2 separate regions of the Siniperca chuatsi genome follow, and region 2 is linked to region 1. A link is a contact called in public Hi-C data. All regions are on one chromosome and are shown on one strand. The core of a region is the stretch at or near the end of the contact, and the rest is flanking DNA. Distances in the headings are between cores, read along the strand shown. Region 1 holds the start of LOC122881787. Region 2 has its middle 11 kb from the start of fam110d.

Region 1 (6,767 bases), core at 1,643-4,142:
ATATTTCCCTCTGAAATATAGTAGAATAGTAGAAGTATAAAATAGCAGGAAGATAGAATAGTGATGTAAAGTACAAGTACCTCAAAATTGTTCTTAAGTCTTACTTGGGTAAATGTACTTAGTTACTTTCCATCACTACTTGCAGGTGTGTGAATGATCATGGACATAATATGTGAGATATTTACAGAGGCCAAATTCTATCTGGAATTCAAATAATGTGCATAAATTAAAACATCAGTATAGATGTTTGACAAAATTCTTATCACAAGGTCCACTTACTTGTTTTTTCTGGAGCTTTCGGCCACATCTTGTGCCCTTCGTCATCGAATGGAGTTTTTTACGTACTGAGTGTGTGAGATGAAAGCTCAAATGTGGCTGAAAGCTACTTCAGATAGTGGACCTTCAGATAAGAAGATTTTTTTGTCAAATTGCTGTTTTCAAGGTCAAGAATGAACCTTCAAACTCAGTAGAGATATGGAAGAAAACGTAATTTTCACAATATGTGAAGATATTATTATACCAAACCAGTTTTTTTGTCATGTTAGAGAAACGTTTCTCCTCACTTAGTGTCAGAGAGAAGAACTACTACACTGGAGCAAAAGACAAATATTCAGTTTAATTAAATTATTTTGTTACACATTTTGTTTTTTCACTTCATACTCATTAATTAATTGTCTTTGTGTGTTGTGATGCATACCCCCAGAATCCTACACATATCCTCTTCTTTCCTGGATCTGGTTTCACTTTCACTGGTATTTTCTTATTAATTACTGGCTGGATGTTTTCCAAAAGCAAATACTAAAGAGAAACATACCATATAAACTGTTACAGTATATTGTCGTTGCCTTTGATTACCACAAGGTGGCTCAAGAGTCCTTTACGTTGAACATCTGGTTTTGGACATTGTGAGGAAGCAGTCATGTCTAATATTTCAAATGTGCAGTGATTATTAATAATATTTTTTCATCACGTTACAATCTGCAAATGCTGATATAAAGTAGTGAGGTAAATATGCCATAATTTAATTAATAATACCAAAAAAATACACCATGGGTAAAAGTGGCATTGTAGCAAATCTTTAAAACAAATTTAAAGCTAAAAAGAAGAAACAATGGGCTTTGATTGCTTCACTGATCATATAGGGTTCATCGCATGGCAGTTTAAAAATATTCTTTATGTACCTGCTGAAGTAGTCTGATTTGTGATTACTTTGTTTGATTTGATTAGTTTCATGACAAAGTTCATCAAAGCTAATAATCATTTTTATTGCCATAATTGTTCTGTCTTCTGTCGGACAGTTGACTGTTCAAAGACGTGTCATTGTTGGAATTCTTCCAGTCCAAAGGTGAATGTGAATGTGGGTCAATACCTTTGTCGCACAGCAGCACGTCTTGATATATCTGTACATTAGCAAACTATTTGTATTTGAATGTTTCCTTGAGTACTTGCGGAAACCTGTTGTCAGTAACATTTAGATCCTTTACTTATGTAGAAGTTGCAATGCAACAGTGTAAAGATAACGCATTACAAGTAAGTCCTGCATTCGTAATTTTACTCGAGTAAAAGTATGTAAGTGTTGTCAGTAAAATATACTTTAATTATGAAAAAGTACTCATTGTGCAAAAAAAATGTATTATATATTATATTAGCCTATATTACTGGAGTTTTTTTTACTGATGTCTTTACACATCTATGGCAGATGAAGTGTTCATATCATTTACATAAGTAAATTAACAATACCGAAGTGTAAATATACTTAGTTACAAGTAAATGTCCTGCATTCAAAATGGCAGTTAAGTACAGAGGTATTATCAGTGAAATGTACTTAAAGTATTAAAAAGTAAAAGTACTCATTGTGCAGAAAAAATGACCCTTTTGAGTGTTATTGTGTATTGTGTATATTTAGTCATTAATACTGACACTTTAATGTGCAAGTAGCATTTTATTGTTGTAGCTGTTTATATACATGTAGTTTAATCTATAACAATGCACTATATCTTATGTGTAAGTTTAAATTAAATTGATCTTAATATACAAAGTAACTGCTGATAAATAAATGTAGTGAAGTAAAAAGTGCAATATTTCCCTCTAAATTGTAGTGGAATAGAACTACAAAGTAGCATAAAATGGAATTACTCAAGTTAACTGCAAGTGCTTAAAATTATATTTAATTACAGTACTTGAGTAAATGTACTCAATTACTTTCCACCAATAAATTTACAGTATGTGGAAGCAGCATTTCAATGTAGTTGGTCAAGGCAGAGCTAATTTTAATTTCTTTATATGCTGTTGGGTAATGTATAACAATGCGTCGTATTTGCTTAGCTCATCATTGGTTTTGTGTGTAAAATGTTACTCTCCAAAGTAACAAGTAATTATAGCTGTTAAATGAATGTAGTGGAGTAAAAAGTACAATATTTGCCTCTGAAATGTAGTGGAGTACAAGTATAAAGTAGCATAGAATGGAGATACTCAAGTAGCTCAAAATTGTACTTGTAAATATACATAGTTACGTTCCACCACTGGCTGTTGCTATGAATGCATTAATGTTGGTGAGCAAAATACCACTAAACCATGATCTGCGTGTGGTGTACATACACTATAGAACTCACAGGTCAGTGCAGATGAACCAGGCGATCCTCCTCCATAACGTGTCACATGCATTGCTAATTTGGAGTCGAGGACCTTTGCAGCAGGCGACAGCTCACATCTGTGCTCGTCCTTCTTCTCAGCTCCCAGTATCTTGTCACCCCCCTCTCACCCCCTCCTGTCTGGTGTCCACGTAATGCTCGTCCATTTAAGAGCCTGTTGTTCAACCTCCTGCAGCGACTTGGATTGGACAGTGAAATTCCACCAGTGTGTGTGTGGGCCTGGACTTTACAAGGCTGATGTATGCTCACCAGTCAGAATGTTTATAGCCCTAAATAGACCTGAATGTAAAGACAGAGCCATAGCAAGATGAAAACTGGCTGGTCTTCAAACACAGTATGAGCCGTGTGTTGAGTAAAGGGGTTTGACATGGAGCCTGCTGAACTTTGCTGTATTTTCTCTGCTGTGTGTAGTGTCAGAAAAACCTGACTGAAATACTGTAGTGTTGAAGGTCAGGGCAAATGTAACTCAACATTTCAGGTTAAAAACATCTGGAATCCACTTTTAGCTCCAAGTATATTGAGCAGTTTGCTGACGCAGTGAAATTTCAGTATGCAGGTCAGTAGGTCAGACTGTAGGACAGCTGCTTGGACTAATGTGCATGTGCAGTTTGTCCTTTGGCTTATTTAATAAAGTAGATTAAATGAATATTATTCACTTTCTTGCCAAGAGTTAGATGAGAAGATCAAGATCTGTACAGAAAACATGACGCTACAGCCAGCAGCCACTTAGCTTATCTTAGCATAAAGACTGGAAAAAGGCTCTGTCCGAAGGTAAGACACCTCTGCTTGCTAATTAAGGTAGAATTTATTGTCATTCTCTCCATATACAATATTCAGTATACAGGGGAACAAAATGTGTTTCTTCAGTGCTACGGTTTACTCAATAAAAACAAATGCAACAATACATAAAACAAGTGTAAAGTGCAATAAAGTGAAAGAAGTATTAACTTGAGTAAAGTGCAATGAATGAACAATGTTCATCTCATTTGTTTAAAGGAGCTATATGTAAGACGTGGCCACCTGTCGAATTCATACTCCAAACAAACTGGGGGTAGCATGTCACCAGAAAGTTGGGGTGTCCACACCTATCGTAAGAAACAAGGAAATGCACAGTCCCTCCCATAGGTCTTTCTTTCTTTCAACAAATAGCTAATTTAGCAAACATATCAACACTGTCAGTAATTAGCTAGCTTTAGAAGCTATCACTAAATAGCCAACATTAGCTTTAACAGCTGTTTACTTACCAGTCTAGAAGAAACATTGCCAGTTCAGCATCAAACATCAGCTGTTAGAGGTCTGAAGAGGTAAAACTACAGCATGCCACAAGAAATAAGAAAAGTCAGAAAACAAAATCTAAATTGAAGTAGCATGAAAAATATTTTTCTTGTTTTATGTCCTATTAATCATGTTTTGATCCCTCAGACTTATTTTCCTTCCCCAGGTCAGGAATTACTGTTGTATACTTTCAGTCTTAATCAAGCATTTATTTGATCCAGTGGACGTTCATAAACAAGTGATTGAAAAGTACTGGGGCAGTGCTGCAGAGAGAAACATTTCCCCGTGTGGGATTAGGATTAGGGTCATAATCTGTGTCATCCCGAGTGAAACCACCAATGTTTCTCCTCAAATTTTCAGTTAATCTAACAACAGTAACACCTTTTAATTTTTGTTTGTTAAAATGGTGTCATGTCTTAAAATGTCAGTCGGGTGAAAGTTGGACCACATACAGTTTGTTTATGCAAATAAAAACAAGGCCTACATGTAAATGTCACGTGCTTTGTTGGTAAGGTGTGGTCATCTACATCAATTTAAACAACAAAGAAAAGTCCCACTCAAAAAGTAGACAAGTAGTAAATCACCACAGACTTGCTAAAACATTTTTTATCTGGAGTTTTTTTCTCCATAGACACACCGGATGTGTGGATTTTTGTAAACCCATATTTGACTTGTGTATTGATCACCTTATTTGTGAGGGAAAATACAGCTTGATAAAGTTAGCCATAAATGGAATAATGGACACATGACTTCTGAAAAATGTCAGATTAGTAGGACCTTGCCACATTGGAGAACAGACGTACATCCGTACTTGTGTACATGCACGTGACCTGCATTTGTTTGTCTCTTTTTGTACACACATGCATGTTTAAAAGCAAGCTGTTAGATGATGCAATGCCATGCATGTTGCATAAACACCTCTACTTGCACGCATCACACATTTGTCTATGTTCTTCTAATGTTTTACGAGGCCCTGCAGACGTGTGAGTTTCGGCACCGACACTTCCTATCATGCCAACTGTTGTGTAATGCACAATAAAATGCCCATTCACAGCTCCTCCCAAAACAGGATTTTTCTGTTATGTTTCCTTCAGGTTTTACATAAGAACTCTCATGGTTATTAGTCCTCTTCCAGTTTACTGTGGTTATTATCACATCCTGCACTATAGTATGCATGCAGTTTAAGAAACAAAAGGACATTTCTTAAATAAACATAAATGTTCTTATTCTGATGTAGTTTTTCTTACTGTCTGACCTTGTGTAAAAACAATATTTTGGAGAGTTAGGGTTTGCAGGTAGGAAAAACTCAGCAGGGTGCAGATTTAACAATGAACGATGCGTTTATTGGTAGCAACATCGACAATGCAGAAGGCCCATCTATGCACTCAAACATCACCAATCATTCACTAATAATAACAGCAATGGGAGTGTGGAAACTTAATGGAGCACAACGTAGAACACAACAACACCAATAACAATGCAGGAACACAAATAAAACTAGACTCAATCGATTGTCCCAGTGCATGCTGGGAGGCTTCTCCATACAACTGCCCAGTGGGATGCTACTAAATACTTTTTGTTTTATTACACAGCTGCTCAAGATCTCATTGTCTGAGATACCAGTGTGTCTTTTGTATGATTTCACCAAGAACGCAATGACAAGATAACTGTTTTAAAGGGAAATACTGCTCACTCTAAGAGTTCATATGCTTTTATTATCATTCATGACAATCCAAAATAGACATTGATGAATCAAGCTGTCATTTCATACATGCACACAGTACTCTAGTTACTGTGACGTACTAGATCAACACAGTCCATCCACAAACATCACTTAAGCCTTTGTTATGAGCTGCAGGTTTACAGAGTCCTGACCTGTGCTTTGTCTTTGAACACACACACATGCACACACAAACAAAACTTCTCTTCGTATATGTTATCCTTCCAAAACAGGCCACGACGAAAGGTTGATCTCTCAGTAAATAGTGAAGCATTCCAGTGACTGACTGGAGCCGCTGAGGTGTAAGACAGATGATTAATCACCATTTCACCAGCAGAGAAAGAGTGGGTGAGTCCACTGACCAGTTCAAATCAGCTCAAGAAAATCTTTAGATTAGATGCAACTAATCAAACATATTTTCATGAGAATGTTATCAGTGTTGATAGTAGGACAAGAAGTTGTTTCGACATGTTAAATCATCATCCCATAATGGTAAATTCAAGATGACAAAGTAAAAAAATCTGCATTTGTTTTATCGCTTCTGCATTTGTCTTAATTTAAGGAGGATTTCATCAGCATTCCGAATAGACAACAAAAATTGATCATGGTTCTGCTTTTAGCCAAGCCAGAAAGTAAAAAAAAACAAACAGATTTTTCAAATAAATTGACTTTAGCGCTATAATAACATTGATAACTTATATAAAGTTATAACAGAAGAACCACCTTGAATGTGTTTGGGAGGGTCCGAGGGCATGGCAGGTGAACCTACAGTTTACAGGGCCTGAGGGTGATATAAATATATTCAGACCTGTTGTTGCTGTGAGCTGTTGAACTCACTTACATGACATACTTTAAGAGAGATGATACTCTGGTTTAACACTGTTACCATAATCAAAAGGCATGCAGTGGTGTCATCAGTTCAAGGACTATCAGTCCACTATTAGTTTTGCATGTTTTAGACCATGAACATTACTACCATTTTCCAAACCATACCATATATATTTCGTTTTCTTGTCAATATAGGTTTTAGCTATGCTAGCAATGTGGCTCTAGGGATGGCAATGTTCACCACTTTGGTTGGGACTGAAATATCTCAACAACTATTGGATGGATGTCATGAA
Region 2 (7,291 bases), core at 1,863-4,362, 63 kb before region 1:
CAGAGTTGATTTGAGGACAGTTGTTGTTCTTGGGTCACTGCTCCTGTAACTCAGTCTGTGTATGTGATAAGAGTCTACCAGAGCCACCATCAGATGCATTATTGATGAGCCTAATGTCCACAAATAGGAGAGTCTATGTAGGAGCAGTTTTGTTAATATCATCCCCCCGTGTGATATTAACCTAAAGTGCACCACAGTGGGCCTTAAAATTTTCATTCAACACACTTTACATTTCCGTTTTGTAATCTTTATAGCTTGATTATTTTGATTGATGGTAACCACAGATAGGAATGTGGTTATTTTCACAAGCAAAACTGAAATAAATGTACTGTTCGATCGAGTCAACAAGATTGCTATGACTTTTTAAAATTTTCACTTGTTTGCACATGTACCCAAATGCACACAGACAGAATGTGAGCACAGACAATCTATAACAAATCCTTTCAACTAGTTTTTCCTACAAGTAATCTATGCCTTAGTCTTAGCAGTTTAACCCAGTATTGGTCGCCCCCCACCAATTTTAGATGTTGTTTGAGGAGAGCAGATTATGGGGAGTCACAATTCCCGATTAATTGCCTGAATGATCAATAATCTGGCTGTCGGACGATCGGATGGATTTCTGGCATGTTCGAAACTTTGGTCGGCTGTGCTGAAGTTTGAGCAGATCTATGATTTTATTTCCTACATGGCTGCTGTAAACAACATCCTTTATAAACTGTATTGAGATTGTTTTAATGTTATTGGAGTATTGTTTTATATATTGTGGCTAGAAATGTAGTTTTGACTGAGACTGTGCTGCAGACCATATTTTCTGCATCTTCCAGCCATCTTTTTTTCTTTTTGCTTTCTGTTATGAGTAGAATTGCATAAACTAAGAAAACTTTTCTTGTATTTTGTCCACATTTTTGAGGAAGCATCCATCTTGTTTGAATAAAACTAGATATTCTGAATGGACAAAATCAACTGGGGATTCTGTGTTTATGTACAGTGTGACCTTACAAGTATTGTGTTTTGGCTGTGCAGAGAGGCTGATTAAAACGTGTAGTGTGAGTTAACGCAACATACAAGATTAATAAAAACATACAGTGTCCCAGCTTTCAAGACACACCAATCTCAAATGTTTAGAGGGCAGAGAGCTATGCCAATGTGATGCCTGACCAGACAACCATGAAGGCATCCAGTCCACGATCAGTTGAAGGGAGAAAAAGACTATGTATAGTAGCTTGAATATCCCTGGAATCCATCTAAAACTACAGCGTACCACGTCATTTCTGTTGACCTAGTTGTCACATTTTCTCCATAAAAATGCAGAAAAAGAAAGTAATAGAAAGAGCAACACAGGACTTTCTCCCTTCACATTGTCAGACTCAATCACAAGAGTTATGAGTCATCATTTCACAGTTTACTGATGCCTGACAGTCCTGCTCACATCAGCCCACAGGGGTTGTCAGTTAGAGGCACTTCATCATTCAGCATTATCAGTCCCATTAACCTGCAAACACCGACTCACTTACCCAAGATCATGGTGCAGGTACACAGAGGAGGGCACACACTGACTCAATCATATACCATCACACTTAAAGGGACAGTTCACCCCAAAATCAAAAATACATATTTTCCCTCTTACCTGTAGTGCTATTTATCTAACTAGATTGTTTTGGTGTGAGATGCCAAGTTTTGGAGATATTGGCCGTAGTGATGTCTCGAATATAATGGGACTATATGGCACTCGGCTTGTGGTGCTCAAAGCGGCCAAAAAAAAACATTTGAAAAACTCTGTGGATTATCTCGAGTAACTGTGTCATGACTTCTGGAAAGAGGCATTGCTGTTGAGTTTTTCAAAATCACTTTTTTGGCACTTTGAGCACCACAAGCCAAGTGCCATATAGTTCCATTATATTCAAAAAAGGCAGATGTCTCTATGGCTAATAATTCCAAAACTCTGCAACTCACACAATCTAGATGGATAAATAGCACAACTGGTAAAAAGAAAAATATGTATTTTTGATTTTGGGATGAACTGTCTCTTTAAACACTCAACACAACACACACAACATACAAACCCATATTTATACCTATGTCAAGTAAAACCAGGGGCTGAAGGAAGAGGCAGGACAACATAAACACTTGCATTTCCTTTCCACTCCTCTTTTTATCTCCTTTCATCCCTCTCTCTCTCTCTCTCTCTCTCTCTCTCTCTCTCTCTCTCTCTCTCTCTTTATTTTCTCCTGGATTTTTCCAACTCCTGCTGACACAGTTGCAAATCAGTCAGGTTAGATTCCTACTCTGACGATCCTCATCTGTAAGTGGGTGTGTGTTTGTCCAAGTGATAGAAGCTAAAGAGGCAGTGTTTGTTAGAGAGAGACAAATTCCTCTCAAAAGTGAAAGGCATTCAATCTGCCATTTGCTATCATTCAATGGAAAGTTTACTTTCCAAAGTAAATAATTCATATGACGCATGTCTTTGGCATCTGTGAAGCAAATTTCCATGGGGTTTCCCAATATTATAGACTCAAAATAACTTTATAAATCTTGCAAATCAATCATGTTTCCCACTGATACATTCATTCATTGTTTAGACTCAGGTTATTGTTCTACCAAAATATCAGATCCAGATAATCAAAAGAAAACATGACTCCTGCAACCTAAAGTTAACAAGGAAGTGAAGTAATAACAGAACTGTATTATTTTCCACATTCATGAATCACCAGATTTCCACAAAAAATTCCTGTCTTTCACTTGTCTTCTCCGAATTCGGATCACTGCAAGAAGTCATGGCCTACAATAAGTATCACATTCTTGCCACTGTCGCCAAGTGCTTGCTCTTGGTGGGAATTGTTGGGTCTCTGTAAATAATATTATAAAAAGTACGGTCTAGACCTGCTCTTAAGGAAAAGTGCAATGAGATAACTTCTGTTAGGAATTGGCGCTATATAAATAAATTTAACTGAACATCCATGTCTGTCTCTTTCAGAAAGGATTATGAATTCTTGGACTTTTTCAGGCAGGGTCAATGTTCTCAGGGTAGTCGTTGTAAAACATGGTGAGGTAAATTTCCACTCACTGTGTTGACAAGAGGGAAGATTAAGGTGTCAAGTAGGTAAATAAAGCCTGATACCTGATAGATGCTGCGGACTTTGTGTTTGTGTGTGTGTCCGTGTGTGTTCTGGTTTGTGTCACTCACTAAAATGGGGCTGTCTCTTTCTGTGAGCAATGAGACGAAACCAGAGAAGGGCTCTGTTTCCTGTTTATAGCGTCTTCGTTGTTAATGCTTTGTCCCTGGAGACAACACAGAAACCTCCAGCTGATAAAATGAGCAGTAGAAGGGTTAAGAATAACAAGAGGACAAACAGATTTGAAGTTACAATGGTGTTTTTTTGCCATAGCTAATCTCTTATTAGTGACATCAGGATAGTAATCATGTAGCACTATCTGTAAACATGGTGCTACTTTCCTACTAGAAACTTTTACAGTCTCGTCTGTCTGTTTTAAAGAGTGTGTGCTTGATTACCTGTCTTTTCACCTTACAGCACAGCAAATCAATTAAAGATTGATGGGATGAGGTGCAACAGAACACCAGTGAAATATGACTCTGTCAAATCAAAAGTGTAACCTGTTGTTTGTGAAGTATAGCAAAAAGAAATACACATTTATTTCCGCTATTATACAAGGACAATCATGTATAATAATTTCAGCAGGAAAAGGTATACAACAAGAAAAAGAGGATCCTCTGTGACCAATAATGCAACAAGGGTCAATTAGGGCAAAGCTCCCACACAAAATGACAGAAGATACTGACCAAAGCAGACTTGTGACCTTTGAAAACAACCTGTGAGTGGGAGGTCTGACGCAAAAGGCAGAGATGGAGGTCAAGCTCCATTTGACATTGTTTCGGGGGCATAAAGGTCTCAGGTCTCCAAGCAAGGCCTAACCTGAACTGTTTAGCCACCCGATAACCCCTTAAGGATGCTTTATAGATGAGGCAGTCCAGGGTATTGGCAAAAAGGTGAATATTTTTATATTTAGAATCTCACAATTTTAAGAATGGATGGACTCTTAACCCTTTGTGTTAGCGTTGGTCCCAGAATCAACTTAATGAGCAAAACAGGACTCCTGGAAACACTGGACCAGCGGTTCCCAACCTTTTTTGTCTGATGTACCCCCACAGGTGTTCTGAATGTTCTGATTTTAAATTTGGGTGTTATTTAACACTATTAATAATATTAAATTGGATAATGTAACAATACATTTTTCATACAAGTTATAGTGATCACGGAATTGTGGCTGTTTAGGATTTGTTTCTTTTTTTACAGTAGGTACTGAACCATTACCACTTGGAGTGGCAGAAGCTGGACGTTTCAACCATTTATCCATTACCTTTAGCTATCCATTTTGACTTCGATACTCGCTTGCTAACTAGTTTTCACCCTCTCAGCACATGGTGTTCAGAAGTCACAACTGAAGCTGGAATTAGAGTTCTACTAAGATACACATAAATGACTTGGCATACCTTTGCTTAGAAGGGTGTTATGGGTAACTGTAGATCAGACAGAGACTCGCAGAGAAGCTGACTTGTACACCTCCCAACTACAACAACGCGTCGTGCAGACCGGCAAGTTGTACATACATGCCTTGAGTCATGTCGGTGGGTGATGTGCCCTGTGCAGTGTAATTGGTAGTTATAAGTTAGCTGAGCAACTGTTTTTCACATGTTTCAACTTTAGAAGAAGATTCCTAACTTAGAATCCCTGCACTAGGCAATCTATGCAATACGCTACACAATTAAGACACTGGTCAAGCTGAGTGTTTTGTGGATTTACCACTGGCCTCAAGCATTGTCAAACTTCTCCTTTATGTCAACAACTCTGTACTGGGCAATGGTCCCTGTAATGGTCACATAAAGGGTGTCAGTGTGTCAGACCCTGGTGTCAAAAGCAGTTGTATCCAGTTTAATGGAGGCACCTTGATTTAATGACCATGTGACATTAGGCATGGGAGTACCCTGAGGTTATCCATGGCTGGAGCCAGACTGTGCGTCTGCCAATTTGGCCCTGTCTCACCCCTTAATGCTCAAACTGTGGGTCAGTCTTCTCTATGCACCCCTCAGGGAAGCTTGGACTGGTCCACAATCTGCTGATTAGGGGGCACTAAAGCTTCCTGCAAGAGCTTTAGCAGATCAAAGAGCAGAGGACGGTGGGCAACTCAAACCAAGGACCCAAGTTAAATTCAAGATAAGCCTCCAAGTTTCACCATGGGCCAATAGCTGTAGACAATGTGATTTTGATTAAGGCTGATGGCACTGGGAAAATCCATTCTCTTTGAAACTCCACAGGGTTAAAAGCTAAGACCACCTCTGTGACTGACAGCACTGAAACATGGGAGCTCACAGACTGCATCAGGGCAACATTTGGCAAAGAACAGAATCAAAGATCTGTAAGCGTTGTGAACTCTTGCAAGGTTACACACAGTATTGGCAAATGCCCTGCTGGGACACATTATGAAATGCCTTCCTCTCTGTACATGTGTGAGCTGAACAAATTAACATGAAACATTTGCCGTCGTTTCAAGCGACTGTAAATTAGTTTCCTCCAGGGCCACAAACTCATTAGAGGCAAACAGACATTCTCTCAATAGAGTTAACATTATACAAAGTTGTAAATTCAGATGGTGTGTTTGATAAATGGCTGTCATTTCAAATCAAGCCCTACCAAATAGAAGAGTAGGACAATAAAGGGCTTCATATCTGTATCCTTGGCTTTGATCCATGACTTGTGATTTCATGGTCATTTGGACACTGGTTGAAATACAACTCACATCTTGGCAAAGATGCTAGTTGCTTGTTACTGTCCTCGTCAAAAAGGCAACGAACACTTTGACACCTGGGTGTGAAGCCTTTGGCCCGGCAGCAAGCTGCTGCACTCCAACCCTCATTAACTAGAGCACCATTTGGTGAACACATGGGTGATCCAAACAGTTCCAAGCCCCCATCAATTAAAATTTTAACTGTTTAACAATACCATATGTTTCAAATTATATCATAACGCTTTCTTGCTGTCTTTAATACCAAAAAACATTTGAGTATGCAGAGTTCTGATCCAAAAGATCTGTTAAAGTTTAAATCAACTTCATGAAAGATCTACTTGTGTGAGCCTAATCAGAAACAAACAAGAGACGAGCAAACTGCGCCACATCACCACGCCTCACGTCGCTAAAAGATATGTCCACTTAGTCTCATGTTTTGGGACAAGATAGGTGTTGACAAGCATCAGTTTATCCACATCCGACCACCCCGCTGTTCAAAAAGCCGAACCGCTACATAAGGTAAATGTGAACCCATGCATGTCCCCACAGGCTGGGCCTCCTACATGGTAAAAGGTCTGTGTCTCCTGTTGAGGGACAAGCAGAAAGGAAGGCAGAACTTCCATCCCTGAGGGGACAATAGGGCCTGTCACAGGGCCACTTACCCTGCTCAACACCTCTGCCACAGGACAGGTGATGAGACTTCTGTCTTCCTGCAGGGGAGAGGGATAAATCAGAGAGAACTATCGGACCATAGAGAGATGGACAACATCCTCTTTCAGTCGGCTTCATCCGAGGGTGAATTACAACAGGAAAAGCTGTTGAGGCATGACTGTCTTTAGATGAGGCTTTGTTTAGCTTGTTTGCTAACTGTGGGATTTAGGCTTAATCTGTAAACCATCTCTCCCAGATGACCCTAATGCTTGGCGTAGCTCATTACTTACATACAGGAGCTATACATCACCAGGCAACCAGAATACATGTGGAAACCATTTTGATTTCACCTGGTCCCTCTGCTGTAGGGGTACAGTTGAGGCGGAAATGGCCAGGTTAGGATGTGGAGTGCTCCATAATGATACTAATTGGTGGTGTAGATGTAAAATAGGCCCAGGTTTATAGGTTTGAGCTGCTGTGTCTTGAGAGGAAGGTGGTGAGTTTTGCAGACTGAGGCGATTGGCCTGGATCGAGATCCACATCTGTTCTGAGCCAGCTGTTGGACAGATTCTTTTGGAGTGCATGGGCAGGCTGTGATCAAGACCTTTGAAGAATTTTGCTTCCAGTAAGCACTGACTGTCCAAATTAATCCTTCATTACAGGGCTGAGTCTTTTCCAACTTACTGCAAAACAGGAAAAACACCCTCATATGATTTTCAGGCTATAGACTTTCCAAAAGTCTATAGCTAGTCTAAAGTGTGAAATATGAATTGCAAGGTAACATCTTACAGTGGGAAAAATGTGCTGTCACAGTTCCATTGACAGTTCATAAGATCAT

The links. Hi-C and Micro-C count contacts between places; a contact is called where the count stands out from the background.
Region 2: a Hi-C map of an unstated tissue shows a contact between it and region 1, with 4 times the contacts expected there. The contact joins the enhancer-like site here to the promoter of LOC122881787 in region 1. A contact is called at or near these places in 3 of 3 Hi-C or Micro-C datasets (liver, skeletal muscle and an unstated tissue).

What each region holds. Positions count from the first base shown.
Region 1 is chrLG9:8,084,447-8,091,213 of ASM2008510v1, reverse strand. LOC122881787 reads right to left here and starts at 2,892. Exons shown (of 4, transcript XM_044208399.1): 1 at 2,599-2,892. The coding sequence starts at 2,664.
Region 2 is chrLG9:8,146,987-8,154,277 of ASM2008510v1, reverse strand. No RefSeq gene overlaps it. Among protein-coding and RNA genes, the nearest start is that of fam110d, 11 kb to the right of the region's middle. Within about 2 kb of position 3,112, the one cell type or tissue checked has an H3K27ac peak away from gene starts, as active enhancers do. A contact at or near this core is called in liver, where this site is marked.